Regions from separate parts of the Mus musculus genome. Here regions 1, 2 and 3 are each linked to region 4. A link is a contact called in public Hi-C and HiChIP or PLAC-seq data. All regions are on one chromosome and are shown on one strand. The core of a region is the stretch at or near the end of the contact, and the rest is flanking DNA. Distances in the headings are between cores, read along the strand shown. Region 1 overlaps Pde7b (phosphodiesterase 7B). Region 2 overlaps Pde7b (phosphodiesterase 7B). Region 3 holds the start of Pde7b (phosphodiesterase 7B). Region 4 has its middle 16 kb from the start of Gm33510.

Region 1 (2,742 bases), core at 95-2,594, 330 kb after region 4:
AAATTACAAGTAAGGGTATCCTTAAAAGCCACATGGAAACAGCCATTATTTTGTGGCCAACTAAATCCTTTGTTAAACTAAATTAAATATGAGAGGTTTGTGTTCTTATTTTGTGTTTGTGTTTGAGTTTGTGTTCTTATTCATAATACTAATGGCCACTTAAAGTCAAAATTCTATTTAATAGTCACAGAAGGGAATTTTCTTTTGTCTCCAGATTATGATTTTGTTGTGATAATAGCCACTTAAGATTTATTACTTCAAAGCCCAGATCACAGCATGCTGCCATTCGAATTCCAGGCGCAGGCTTATAGGAATTAAGATTGATCACTGTACACTTGACAAAACCCCATGTAGGGAGAAACTTCTCAGAAACCAAGGGTTTGTAAGAAGATCAACAGTGTATCAGGAATCCTCTGGGCCTGATAGTGGGGCAATGCTTTCTAGGCATTCGTAAGAAAGACCACTGGATTTCCTCCGGAGATGTCAGAGTTTAGGTGAACTTAAATTGTGAACACTGTGAAAACATTTAATGTCTGCTTGCCCAGACATACACCTAAACAAGGACGAAAATATTCAGGATGGCCAGCCTAATTTCTAGATGAAGACCCCATACTCCATCCTGCTTCCAGGCTCCATTTCCCATAAAACTAGCAAGGTAGAAATGCTAGCAAGGTATGTGGTTAGTTGCTTTTAAGAAGGTAGGGCTAGGATCTTATTCCAGGCCAGGATCACACGTTGGTGACCCAGGCTCAGGTATGACATCCCACAGTCTTATGCAATGGTGGGTTCAGGAGGCTAGTATCTCTCATTTCTTATCACTTTGTGTGTTTAAAGTATCTTGTGCTGTAAAGCAGGTGGACTAGGGGAAGTGGAAGAGAGGGATAAAGAACAGGGAGATTTTAGCAGGTGGTACTTTACAGAAGTCAGGAAGAAAACACTCTGCCCTGACCATTTGCTTCGAATGACCACTAGACCAAAGGAGTTCCACGAAGGTCTAATTTGAACTAATCTGAAAGAAAAATCTTTGATTTTTATAAGGAAGGATTTCATCAAAAGTGAGGTTTGTGGGTCTGCGATGGAAATAGCTGAAGACTGGCAAACCAGCCACCTAAATACACGCGATTCATTTTTAGACGCATGAATTATGAATGAGCCATTCCGAGCAGACGTTCAGCATGAGCAGAGTTGACATGTCACACTGACCCGTAGTTTGGACCAGCATGGTCAATAGTAACGTTACAGGGTAGGAGTTCAAAGTAACTTGATTCTGAGGCAGATAGAGAAAGGAGAGAATAAATGCGGATACCACGCCTGGCTCTAGTCTCTTGGTGGCTCCTCCGCGCAATTAAACAGAATTAATCAAATCCCAGACAGTGAAGTGAAAGGCACTGCCCTACTTGCTATGCAGATGTAAACGTTCCTTCTCTCCATCCTGAAAGTGAGCCAAACTGGGGGCTGCGGAACCTGAGCCAGGGTGGAACCCTTCAAGGCCACAGCACGTGATTTAAGCTCAGAAGGAAAATGTTGGCAAAAGGGCGGGGCTTTGCCACATTTGATTAGGAAAAGCCTAGCTTTTAGACATAGACTTCTAAGTTTTAATTACGCAAACTCCAAGAACACAGGAGCTCCTTGGGTGCTAACACGGCAGTCACATGACTATTCTCCCACTGCCCACCCCAGCCCTCCCCCCACATCCCCCAGAATTATGTTACTCGGTTTTGCTTACAGTTTCACCTTCTGAATTTCAGCTCTCGCCTCCTCATAGTTGAAATAAGTGGGTCATGATCACCCCACTCACTCCCAGTTCATTATTTTCTCTCCCAGTGGCTGGTAAAGGCCCAGCCTCAAACTCCAAATTGTTCTCCATACTCATCCCAAAGTAGTTTCCACAGCCTGGATTCCGCTGCTGACCAGCTCCGCACCAAAGCGGAGCAGAATGAGGGAGACGGATGAGAGAGGAAGCAAGGAACAACACAGAGTTTAGATCTCCGGTAACCGCTTTAGATGCTCAGGGTCTGTCTGCACACCCAAACTGAGGCAGGTTGATGCTCAGAAGTGAAGACTAAGAGGACATTTGTTTTGGTTTTGAGTAGGTTTTCTGTAAGTGAGACATGAAAGCTACTGTGCCTCCAATACGGTTCTAAGCCCCCAGTTCTCAATCCTTTCACAGGGGCCGCCCGAGACCGTCAGAAAAAAAAAAACAAAAACAAAAACAGATATTCACATTACAATTCATAACAGCAGCAAAATTACAGCTATGTAGTAACAATGAAAATAATTTGCGGTTGGGGGTCGCCACAACAGGAGGGACTTATTAAAGGGTCCCAGGATTGGGATCCACTGCTCCAAGGGGATGACGGGCAAGAAACACATCTCCCGTTCAGACAGGAAAAGTCCTGATTCAAGGACTTACAGAAATACACCATTAACCTGCAGGAGGAGCAGAGCTGACCTGAAAGAATGGCATGTGAACCTGACTCATAGGGAATTTGGCTAGGAGCCAAAAGTAAATGCTCATGGCTATATTCTACCCTAGAATTGCCATTGGATATTTTCCATTTAAAAATAAACTGCAAATATATTGCTCATCAAAGCAATTATGTGTACTCAATATATTTCCTCCAGATATCCTCTTGTTCAGTTTCCCTACTCTGGTAGGCCAGGACCTTCTTATTTTATACCTGGTCGTCAAGAGTCTTTGCCTCTGATAATGCACAAAGCAGAGTCCCTCTGAATGTGGGT
Region 2 (2,928 bases), core at 195-2,694, 460 kb after region 4:
TCTATGCCACATTGGGTCCGAGATGTGGCACCATTGCGATTTCTGAAACCACGCGTCCCCTCCCATCTGGTGGAAGGTGCTGTACAGCCCGTCCCTTTGCACCGTTAGCCAATCCGTCTTTTACGGATTCAGTGACCTGTTTATATTCACAAGTGTACATTTTCTGTAAATACCAAACGCTACTGATTCCCATGCCAAAATACACGAGTATTATGGGATTGCTACCTGTATAAACAATGGCACTGTGAACAGAATACTGTTAGTTTTAATACAAGAGAATGCATTTGTAAATATGGTATAGAGTTTATTAATATACTGTTGTTCGCAGATAAAGGCCTTAACTTTAAACATTTTTCCTCTTTCCAAAACTGCCCAACCTAAATCCTGACAGATGTCTTTCTGAACTGCCTGCCCCTAGTGACCATCTCTGCTTCCCTGCTAAGGTCACAAGCCAAAACTGAGTACCATCTTGAAGGAAACTTTTTTCGAAAACCTCTCATGCATTGGGAACGTAGTTTTTAATCTATGGCACTAAGTTTGGTTTCCTCAGATTAATGAGCAAGATGTAAATCACTTTCCAGCACAGCAATGCTGCACACAGTTTTAACAAGCTGGCTGAGAAGCTCGTGTTTTTGTGACTCCTGTTGTGGAACACGGGGTACATCCACCTCACGGAAGACACAGCAGGTTTCCTGTCACCTAACCATCAGGGAACTCCCTGCCCCCATGCCACACATTTGTCTGATATGGCTACAATACCAAAGTCCCTTTGGTCCGTGGACGGTTGGTGTGCGTTTCTTTGGCGTTGACAGTAACTGAATTATTTACTTTTTTCTATAGTTTCATGTGAACAACTGCCCAGCTGTTTGGCTGAATTTAATCTTATTTAAGTAAAGAAGCTATTTCAGTTTTATCAGAGACTTTAGCTTTCTAGCAGATTAATGTGGTTCATCACAGCTGCAGCCAGCAGACGCAGCTTGGAATTGTTGTCATCTGTCTGCAGATGCTTGGCTGTAAAATCCAGTGTGTACGCATTCTTACCCAGCTGAACTATGCATTGAGCCTTTTCTTCGTGAGCTCTAGCATAATTAATGTTATATGGAAACTGCCAATGCTTCTTTCTCTTTATCTTAAGTAGTGGGAGAGGGGGCATTTCTGCCATGATCAAGCCACTTCTCAAACTGACAGCAACAGCTAGCTCTTACTTCCTAAGTGCAACTAATGTGGGGCTCTCTGTTTCTCCTAATAACGCAAGTGAAACATTAAAAACTTGCTTGGCTTGGAACACGTTCCTACAGAGAGATTGGGGCTTACAGAGTTAAGGTTGTGGAAGGAATTGGAAAGTTGATTATATTTTCACTAGTATAAGCAAGATTGTCAGATGGGACTAAAGAAAGTCTGAAGAATTTGCGAAGTGGGTGGATGGCGCTGACGTCACTGATATGGGTGAGAAGGGAAGTTGTGAACACAGCACTAACTTCTGTTTTCTGAAGCAGCTACGGACTGACATACATCTTCATTGCTATGGTATTCTGAAGCTCTGAACTTAAGCAAGGCCTCACATGAGAATACAGCAGAAAGATTCCTGCTTCAAAACCTCTTATTTTGGATTGTAGCCATCTGTTTTTATGCATATGAGATCAAAACAAGGAGATCAATTGTTCAGGATGACAAAATAGAAACAGTAAAGAAAACATTGTCTTTAGCCAGTGGAGTTTAGGAAATAGATTTGCTTAAGCTACAATTATATTATAATTGAATTAGGATAGGGCATTCTTGGTAGTTCCAGGTTTATAGGGAAAGATTTTCATCTACCAAACATCTAATAGTTAAAACACAAGAATAATAAAAATCAGAAATAGAATGGAGGTAGACGTGCCTGCATGCTTCTACTGTCTGGAAATTTTGTGAGATCCTCATGTGTTGAGAAAAAATTAACTGTGAAAACTCTTTTCTGCCTGCTAATGGCTCTCTTGGAATAATTTAATACAAGTTGTCCAATAAGTCTTGGAGACACGGTCCATGTGTCAATATCGTTTTAACGCTTTTAGTCTTAGTCTGCTAGCCCACCTAGGTCGTGGATCATCAATTGATGACTTTAGAAAGGAAGAATTCAGAGAGCTACTTTCTTAATAATACATAAAGATCTCAGAGACAAAGAGAGAGAGAGAGGAAGAAAGGGAGGGAGGGAGGGAGAGAGAGGGGGAGGGGGAGAGGGAGAGAGAGAGAGAGAGAGCGAGAGAGAGCGAGAGAGGGAGAGGGAGAGAGAGAGAGAGACAGAGAGAGAGAGAGAGAGAGAGAGAGAGAGAGAGAGAGAGAGAGGTGAACATGAATACATCACTATCAGGTCTGATGATCAAAGCCTACTTTTCTTTGCTGCCATCCAATCCGCAGTCAGACCTGATACCTGAAACCCTGACAACCCATACTTCCGGGTTAGGTTAAGTAAAAACTAGTTGTTTCTCCTCTTCCTGCTTTCAGCTTCCCACAAAGGGCCTTGGAGGGCATCTGCAACCCTGCCTTCAAATAGCCCTTCCTGTAAAACATGGAGATGTGTGGCCTTTTGTGTCGAATCACATCTGCTCAGTGGCGTTGACTTGGTTATGAGCTTGTATTCCTCATGCTTTCTTCTTTTAAGACTGTAAAATTGTGTCATCTTGTGTACACATGTAAGTTTGGGGGGGGGGGGAACAAACCTTGTGAGTTTTGCTCAAAAATGTGGCCTAAATATTCATTGGCATGTCTATCCAGATGAACATTTAAAAATAAAGATAATTTCTTTAAAATATCACAGTATAAAAATATCCTGACTTTCCCCATATAACACATCACCAGCCTACCAAATGGGAATGTTCCCAATAGGAAATATTCAAAAAGCAGAGTTGTAAACATGGTCTGGGTGACTCCTTCTCCCAGGGCTGCAGAAAT
Region 3 (2,827 bases), core at 173-2,672, 310 kb after region 4:
TCGTGTGATCAACCAGCCATAGGAATGTAGAGCGGGAGCAACAACTTGTACATCAGCAAAAATAAAGAGCCAAGCAAAACAAAGGCCTTTGCAACACAGAGACACTGAGCCTGGAGGAAGACAGGATTGTTACAATGTCTTTCAAGAAAACAGGGCCTTTCTGAGTGAATGTACAAGTTCAAATTGTTCCTACAAACCCAATTTGCTGGCAAAAACGCCAAGCCAATACCACCCCACTTTCCTTTATGTCCAAGGCCTTTCACATAAGCGACAGGGGGCATCTCTGTTGCCGTGTTGGCTCTGACTTCCAGGGTCAGCGCCTTCATCTCTGAACCTCAGGAAACAAGAGGCCTGGCCCACAGTTGTCCTCAATTCTCCGCTCTGGGGTGGGGAACGCAGTAGTCAGTGGCCCAGATATTAAGCCCACAGTGTGGTCTCTTTGAAAAGAACCAGCCACACTTTCTTTTTCAGGCCATTTATGACCCCCTACTAACACCCTTTAAAATGATGACTGCCCTTTGAAAATGGGTTTTTAACCATCCCGATCCACGTGTCCAAGCTAAACAGACACCCTGTGCATATGCATAAGGACTCTGACACTTCCCTAATCCACTTCTTTCCAGTCAGCTTTGGAATGTGATTCAATGTTATTTCCTTCCAACTTGAAGGGCAGCTGAGGTTACAAAGGGATTTGACTAATGGACCAAAACCCGGTTAGTTTGCAGAGAACTTTGACAGTAGAGTGGGTGGGGTCTGGAAGGAGGAAGGAGAGTGTTTGAACTGTGGTCCTTGGGATCCAGCCACCCCCATCCTGTGCCGCACTGTGAACAGACAAGGCAGGCCCCCCACCAGGCCCTCCTGAGGGAAGGCTGCTGCGGAGGCACGCCAGAGCTCAGCTTCCCGGTTTTTTGCTCAAAGTTCCTTGTGATTTGCAAGACCAGAGTCTGGGAAGCTTCTAGGCTTCCTGTGCCATAGATTGACCCCTCACCTGACGCTTCCAGATAACTAGTCTGGGGGGGGGGGGCGCTCAAAGAGTCACGCAAAGCGGGGCCCCAAGTCTTTGCCTGAAGTCTTTCACTGCTAAGCCACTTGACAAACTTGACAAGCAGCAAAAAGAAAAAAGAAAAAAAAAGAAAAAAAAAAAGGGAAAAAAGCTCCCAGAAAACAAAACAAGAGGAAGAAGAGGGAAGGCGAAGGCTGAAGCCTCCTCCATGGCTTTCCCCACTCCCGCTGTCGTTCCAGCTGTAGCCTGGGATTAATTAAGTGCTGTGAATTCGGTGCCTGGGAGAGAAGAGGAAAATGCGCTGTATCTCTAAGGAAGGAAGGAGTCCAGAGACTCAGCAGTGAGGAACCTTAGGCGGTGCAGCGGTCTCGTCTCTCTCATCTCGTCGCCAGTGTTTTGTGCAGGGGCTGGGAAAGCCAGAAAGGCTGTGCCAGGCTGGAGGAGGCTTGTCTTTCCAAGGCTGGAGAGGATTTCACGCGGGTTTGCCTGCAGCTGCCCGGGAAGAAATTCCCCTCTGGTGGCAGCAGCAGCAGCAACAACAACAGCAGCAGCAGCAGGAACAGCAGCAGCAGCAGCGACGGCGGCAGCCCTACCTCTTCTTCTGGGGAACAGGGCAGAATGCCTGTGCTAGAGCGGTACTTCCACTCTGCAGAACTAGGCAGGAGGTGGACGGCCCCAGAAGCTGTGCTACCCTCTTCCCTCAGCAGCAGGCCGGGGTGCCAGCAGGGGCCGCTACCCTGGGACTTGCCAGAGATGATCAGGATGGTAAAGCTGGTTTGGAAGTCCAAAAGTGAGCTACAGGCAACCAAACCGAGAGGCATTCTGGAAAATGAAGATGCTTCCCACAGCTTCCCAGGTAAACTGACTGTGGAGTGCAGAAGGTAACCCGGACAGGTCTCATCACTCTGGGTCCAGTACTTGGGTCAAGGAAGGGAGGCAAGCTGTATGGACAGGGTTCAAGGGCTAACTTACAAATGTTTGTTCTGTTGTAAAAGCATCTCTATGTTGAGCGTGATAGATGCAGGAGTATTAGAATGGAAATCAACAAACTTAGAATACGGGTCAGTTTGCTGCAGGCTTGCCCTGCGGACTTAACCAGGTCAAACCTTCTGCGATTCGGACCCCAACAGCAGAGAGTGCAATCGGATTCTCTTTAATGTCCATCCTACTCCAATATTTCCTGTCCATAGTTAGCAGAGTCTCCAAAAGAGTAATTCCTTTAGGTTGCTATGTGCATGTCTTTAAGTAAAAAATGTATCCTCCAGTTTTCAACCATGCAACATGTGATGTGTATTGTGCTCCTAGAACTGAGTGTGGTCTGCAGGCTTTCTCAATCCTTGCAAGTTACTCAACTACTCTGCCTCAGTTTCCTCTTTGGGCAAGCGATGAATAATACCCCTACAGAGATGAAGAAAGCTCAGGTCATCCACAAGTGTGGTGATGATGAGTCAGAAGGGCTTTTTCATGTCATAAGAATGTGCTGTTTGGGATGGGACAGTCAGTTGGATCTTTCCTGTGTGTCTAATGGGGAGGGGAGCCAAGATACCGTTGGGGGCTCTTAAACTGCAAATGCCACAACTGGTGGCTGGGTGCTCCCTTCCTCTGGGGAATCTGTTGGTGAGTAAAAAGAAGTGGGTTCTTGGAGAAGTCATAGGAGTGTGTTTATGCCTTTTATGTCCCGGCCATCTCCGTGCAGCAGAATCCTGACATGCCATCGGCACTGAGCGATGGGACAGGCAGAAAGACAGACCAAAAATCATCTCCCTTTTTCTCACGGAAATGGGCTGAGAATAAAAATTCCCCTGGTTTTGTTTTAGATAACTT
Region 4 (3,088 bases), core at 167-2,666:
GATTCGTCTCCATAGTTTTTGAAGAGAAGGGTCTCTTGGTGAACCTGAAGTTCACTGATGTGGGTCCGCTGCACTGCTTGACCACATGAATCCCAAGGAACTTCCTGTGTTCACTGGTCAGCGCCACTAGAAATAAATAAAACTATACTTACTACAATACCCATATTTTGACGCTAAAGGTGTAGATCTAATTCCAAGGCTTTATGGTTTATGGGAGTTATTTTACTGACACCATTCCCCAACAGTTAGCTTTTGACGTAGAGTGATTAGGCCTGATATCTTTGAGTGAGGGATCTCAAAGAATCGAGGGAGCATGGCAGAGGAGTATTAATGAGATGGGCACCCAAGAGAGAGAGAAGAACAAAGACCCTGAAGTATAGTTGATCGTAGCGTGTTTCCAGGAAACAGTGGGGAGGGTACAGAAGTGGAAATTATTTTGGGGGGGGGGGTGGATTCGGACAGCAAAAGATAGTATCTGAGAGGTAAACATAAACAATTTATTCAGGAAAATAAGGGTAATGCCTATTATTTGACTGTGTATTACTGGTTTCTGAAGGACACACAAATCAAAGTTTTTATCCCATAATGTAGGTGAAAAGAGGGGCCTGCCATCATTTGTACCATCTACGAATGATTGCGCAATTGTACAAGCCCAAGTTAGTCATTTTTCAATCCAGTATTATTAGGCAGCCATGTGTCCTAGAGTCAGAGCCAGCTTTTAGAGCTACAAAAAAGGAAAAGCTGTATAGTTTCCTGTGCCTTAAGACTAGGTGTGGGAAAATTAGACAGAACACGGAGGGAGGGGTTGTTACAGGGGTGGAGGTGGGGTTTATTAGGTGCTAGGTGCGAGGTCATAAGTTGACAATGTCACTTTCCCTCGAAGATGGTTTTCCAAGTGCTAGAGCAAAGCTTGCCTGCCAGCCACTGGCCTGTTGCACAAATTTTTAAATTAATTGTTTTACCAGAAATTAAGCCTGTGCACAAAGTATCCATCTTTTATTTCAGAAGAGTTTAAACTCATTTAATTTTCATGTCACATCCATTACCGATGCTCCCCGTCATAGATTCTGGGCATCAATTAATGTTTTAAACTTGAAGTGGGTCCAAAAACACATGACTCAAAGGGGGAAGCAAAGGTGACAAGGTACAGAACAACACGGAGCAGTAGGTGACACCCAGCGTGACCCTTCCTGGGGTTAACCCGACACAGACTCAGCATAACGGAAACCAATTAGAAAAGCAAACCACATTCTGTTCTCCTCGGTGCACATCAGGATAAAATAAGGCTCATGTGATATGCAGAGAACATCTCTCGAGTTGGCTTCCTTTGTGCCGAAATGAGGAAGGCTGAGTGAGCCGACTGCATAACGAGCTGTGGGATCAGAGGGGACGCAGGGCTGCGCTGGAGCCTCTGACTCCACACAACTGCAGCCAGCTGGCACCTCCCTGCCCAAGGCGCTTTCATGTGCCTGGCCCTCAGAACAAGAGAGGAAACCTAGGCAGATGCTCCTAAGGATCCCCACCCCCTTCCCTTCCTTCTCCTTCAAACTTGTTTACATTCCTTCTCACAGAGCCTGTGCGGGCTGTGAGAGCTGCTTACATGGCACATCTCCTGAGTGCCATGTTGCCTTTCAAGGGCAGGAAAAGGCTGTATTCTAAGCTGTCAAGTCAATCCCCTGCCAAAACTGTCCAAGCTGATGAGAAGGGTTGTAAATCTGAATGGATGAGGTATGGAGGACAAGAGTCCCATGGGGGCTGCAATCAGTGGGTGGCAACGGGGTTTTCATGTGTATTAAAAAAAAACAGGATAATAAATATGTAAGAATTTTGATAGCAATTTTCTTATGAATTTTTATGAATTTCAAGCTGCCACTCTCCTGGCTTAAGCTAACAGAAGCTGGGCAATTCTTTGTGCAGTATGAATGTTCAATAAATCGCTATTTGATATATGAATTACAATAAGCTGGTAAACATCAAGTTACAGATATGAAAAGGAAAGGGGTCGCTACTGCCTTGACCTAGTTCTCACCCTAGAGCAGAGATGATCAAGGTTAGAAAATCCTGTGCATTTTGATGTGATTCCATTCTGGTCACATCACTGTGTCAGGCTCGTCTTGATCCACTCAGTTAATGGACATCAACTAGTTTAATTTCTAAAGGTGTCCTTTCCCTTTAACTTTTAGAACAGTGGTTAGTCACGACTCCTTGGATGGCGACTAGAAAACACAGATAGTTACATTATGATTTGCAACAGTAATACGTTATAAAGTTGCAGTGAAAACAACTCTAGGGTTGGGGTCACCACACCATGAGGAACTGTATTTAACGGTAGCAGCATTAGGAAGGCTGAGAACCACTGTTTTAGAAGCTAAGCTTTGTATGCATTAAAGTCTTGTCAGAACATAAGGGGCTTTAAAACTCAACTCTTTTGAGTCTTTGAACTTTTTTTCAGGGTGAAAAGTCATTTAGCTTTAGAAACTTTCCTGTTTTGTAACTGAAATCTAATTCTTCAAGGACTCCTAAGTAAGAATTCATTAGATATACTTGATCAGAAAATGGGAGAAGAATTATTGTCAAATCTCCACAGTGCGGTAGCTTAGAAATAAGGCAAAAAACATTTTCAGCATAATTTTTATTAGACATAGTTTCTATGTATACTCATTAAAAAGTATATTTTTCTTATAGATCAAAATTGACATTAGTGTTTTATTAAAGTAATTTTTAATAAAGACAACTACAATGACTAAAAATTGAAATTCAGCTCATAATATACTACTAAATCAAAAGCATTTTCCTGAGAGCTACAGCTATATTAACTTTAGATGTGAAATTGGGAGTTTCCTTGACTTTGAATTGCACGTCAGTACCAGAGTCTAAGCAGCAGGACAAAATTTAATTTCAGCTTTAATTTAATTCTCCCTTTCTTTCCGAATCTTTCTTCTATGTGATTATGCACAATGTTAAAAAGAAATGTGCTTAGTATGTAAGTATACATGGAGCTTCTATGTAGTATCTACAGGAGCACATTTTTTTGTTTTTCAGTAAGTTGAGTTGAAACAAAAGGGAAGCATCTTACTGCATGCAAGTG

The links. A called contact is a pair of places that touch in the nucleus more often than the background predicts. HiChIP or PLAC-seq counts read pairs in DNA pulled down with a chosen protein or histone mark.
Region 1: a contact with region 4 is called in a Hi-C map of uterus, with 3 times the contacts expected there. The contact joins two enhancer-like sites. A contact is called at or near these places in 2 of 484 Hi-C or Micro-C datasets (bone marrow-derived macrophages and uterus), 1 of 115 datasets of contacts at active chromatin or transcription factors (bone marrow-derived macrophages) and 1 of 9 other capture datasets (embryonic stem cells).
Region 2: a contact with region 4 is called in a Hi-C map of bone marrow-derived macrophages, with 19 read pairs. The contact joins two enhancer-like sites. A contact is called at or near these places in 2 of 484 Hi-C or Micro-C datasets (bone marrow-derived macrophages and embryonic stem cells), 2 of 115 datasets of contacts at active chromatin or transcription factors (bone marrow-derived macrophages and embryonic basal ganglia) and 1 of 9 other capture datasets (embryonic stem cells).
Region 3: an H3K27ac HiChIP or PLAC-seq map of neural progenitor cells shows a contact between it and region 4, with 4 times the contacts expected there. The contact joins the promoter of Pde7b here to the enhancer-like site in region 4. A contact is called at or near these places in 1 of 484 Hi-C or Micro-C datasets (bone marrow-derived macrophages), 3 of 115 datasets of contacts at active chromatin or transcription factors (bone marrow-derived macrophages, neural progenitor cells and neural tube) and 1 of 9 other capture datasets (embryonic stem cells).

What each region holds. Positions count from the first base shown.
Region 1 is chr10:20,527,668-20,530,409 of GRCm38.p6, reverse strand. All of the region lies in intron 1 of Pde7b (phosphodiesterase 7B), which reads left to right. Among named protein-coding and RNA genes, the nearest start is that of Pde7b, 19 kb to the left of the region's middle. Within about 2 kb of position 1,344, at least 32 of the 459 cell types and tissues checked have an H3K27ac peak or open chromatin away from gene starts, as enhancers often do. A contact at or near this core is called in uterus, where this site is marked.
Region 2 is chr10:20,396,912-20,399,839 of GRCm38.p6, reverse strand. It overlaps Pde7b (phosphodiesterase 7B), which reads left to right. Exons shown (of 12, transcript NM_001347366.1): 12 at 1-2,788. Among named protein-coding and RNA genes, the nearest start is that of Mtfr2, 51 kb to the right of the region's middle. Within about 2 kb of position 1,444, at least 30 of the 459 cell types and tissues checked have an H3K27ac peak or open chromatin away from gene starts, as enhancers often do. A contact at or near this core is called in bone marrow-derived macrophages, where this site is marked.
Region 3 is chr10:20,546,923-20,549,749 of GRCm38.p6, reverse strand. Pde7b (phosphodiesterase 7B) reads left to right here and starts at 1,422. Exons shown (of 12, transcript NM_001347366.1): 1 at 1,422-1,859. The coding sequence starts at 1,622.
Region 4 is chr10:20,853,414-20,856,501 of GRCm38.p6, reverse strand. No RefSeq gene overlaps it. Among named protein-coding and RNA genes, the nearest start is that of Gm33510, 16 kb to the right of the region's middle. Within about 2 kb of position 1,416, at least 103 of the 459 cell types and tissues checked have an H3K27ac peak or open chromatin away from gene starts, as enhancers often do. A contact at or near this core is called in bone marrow-derived macrophages, neural progenitor cells, neural tube and 1 more, where this site is marked.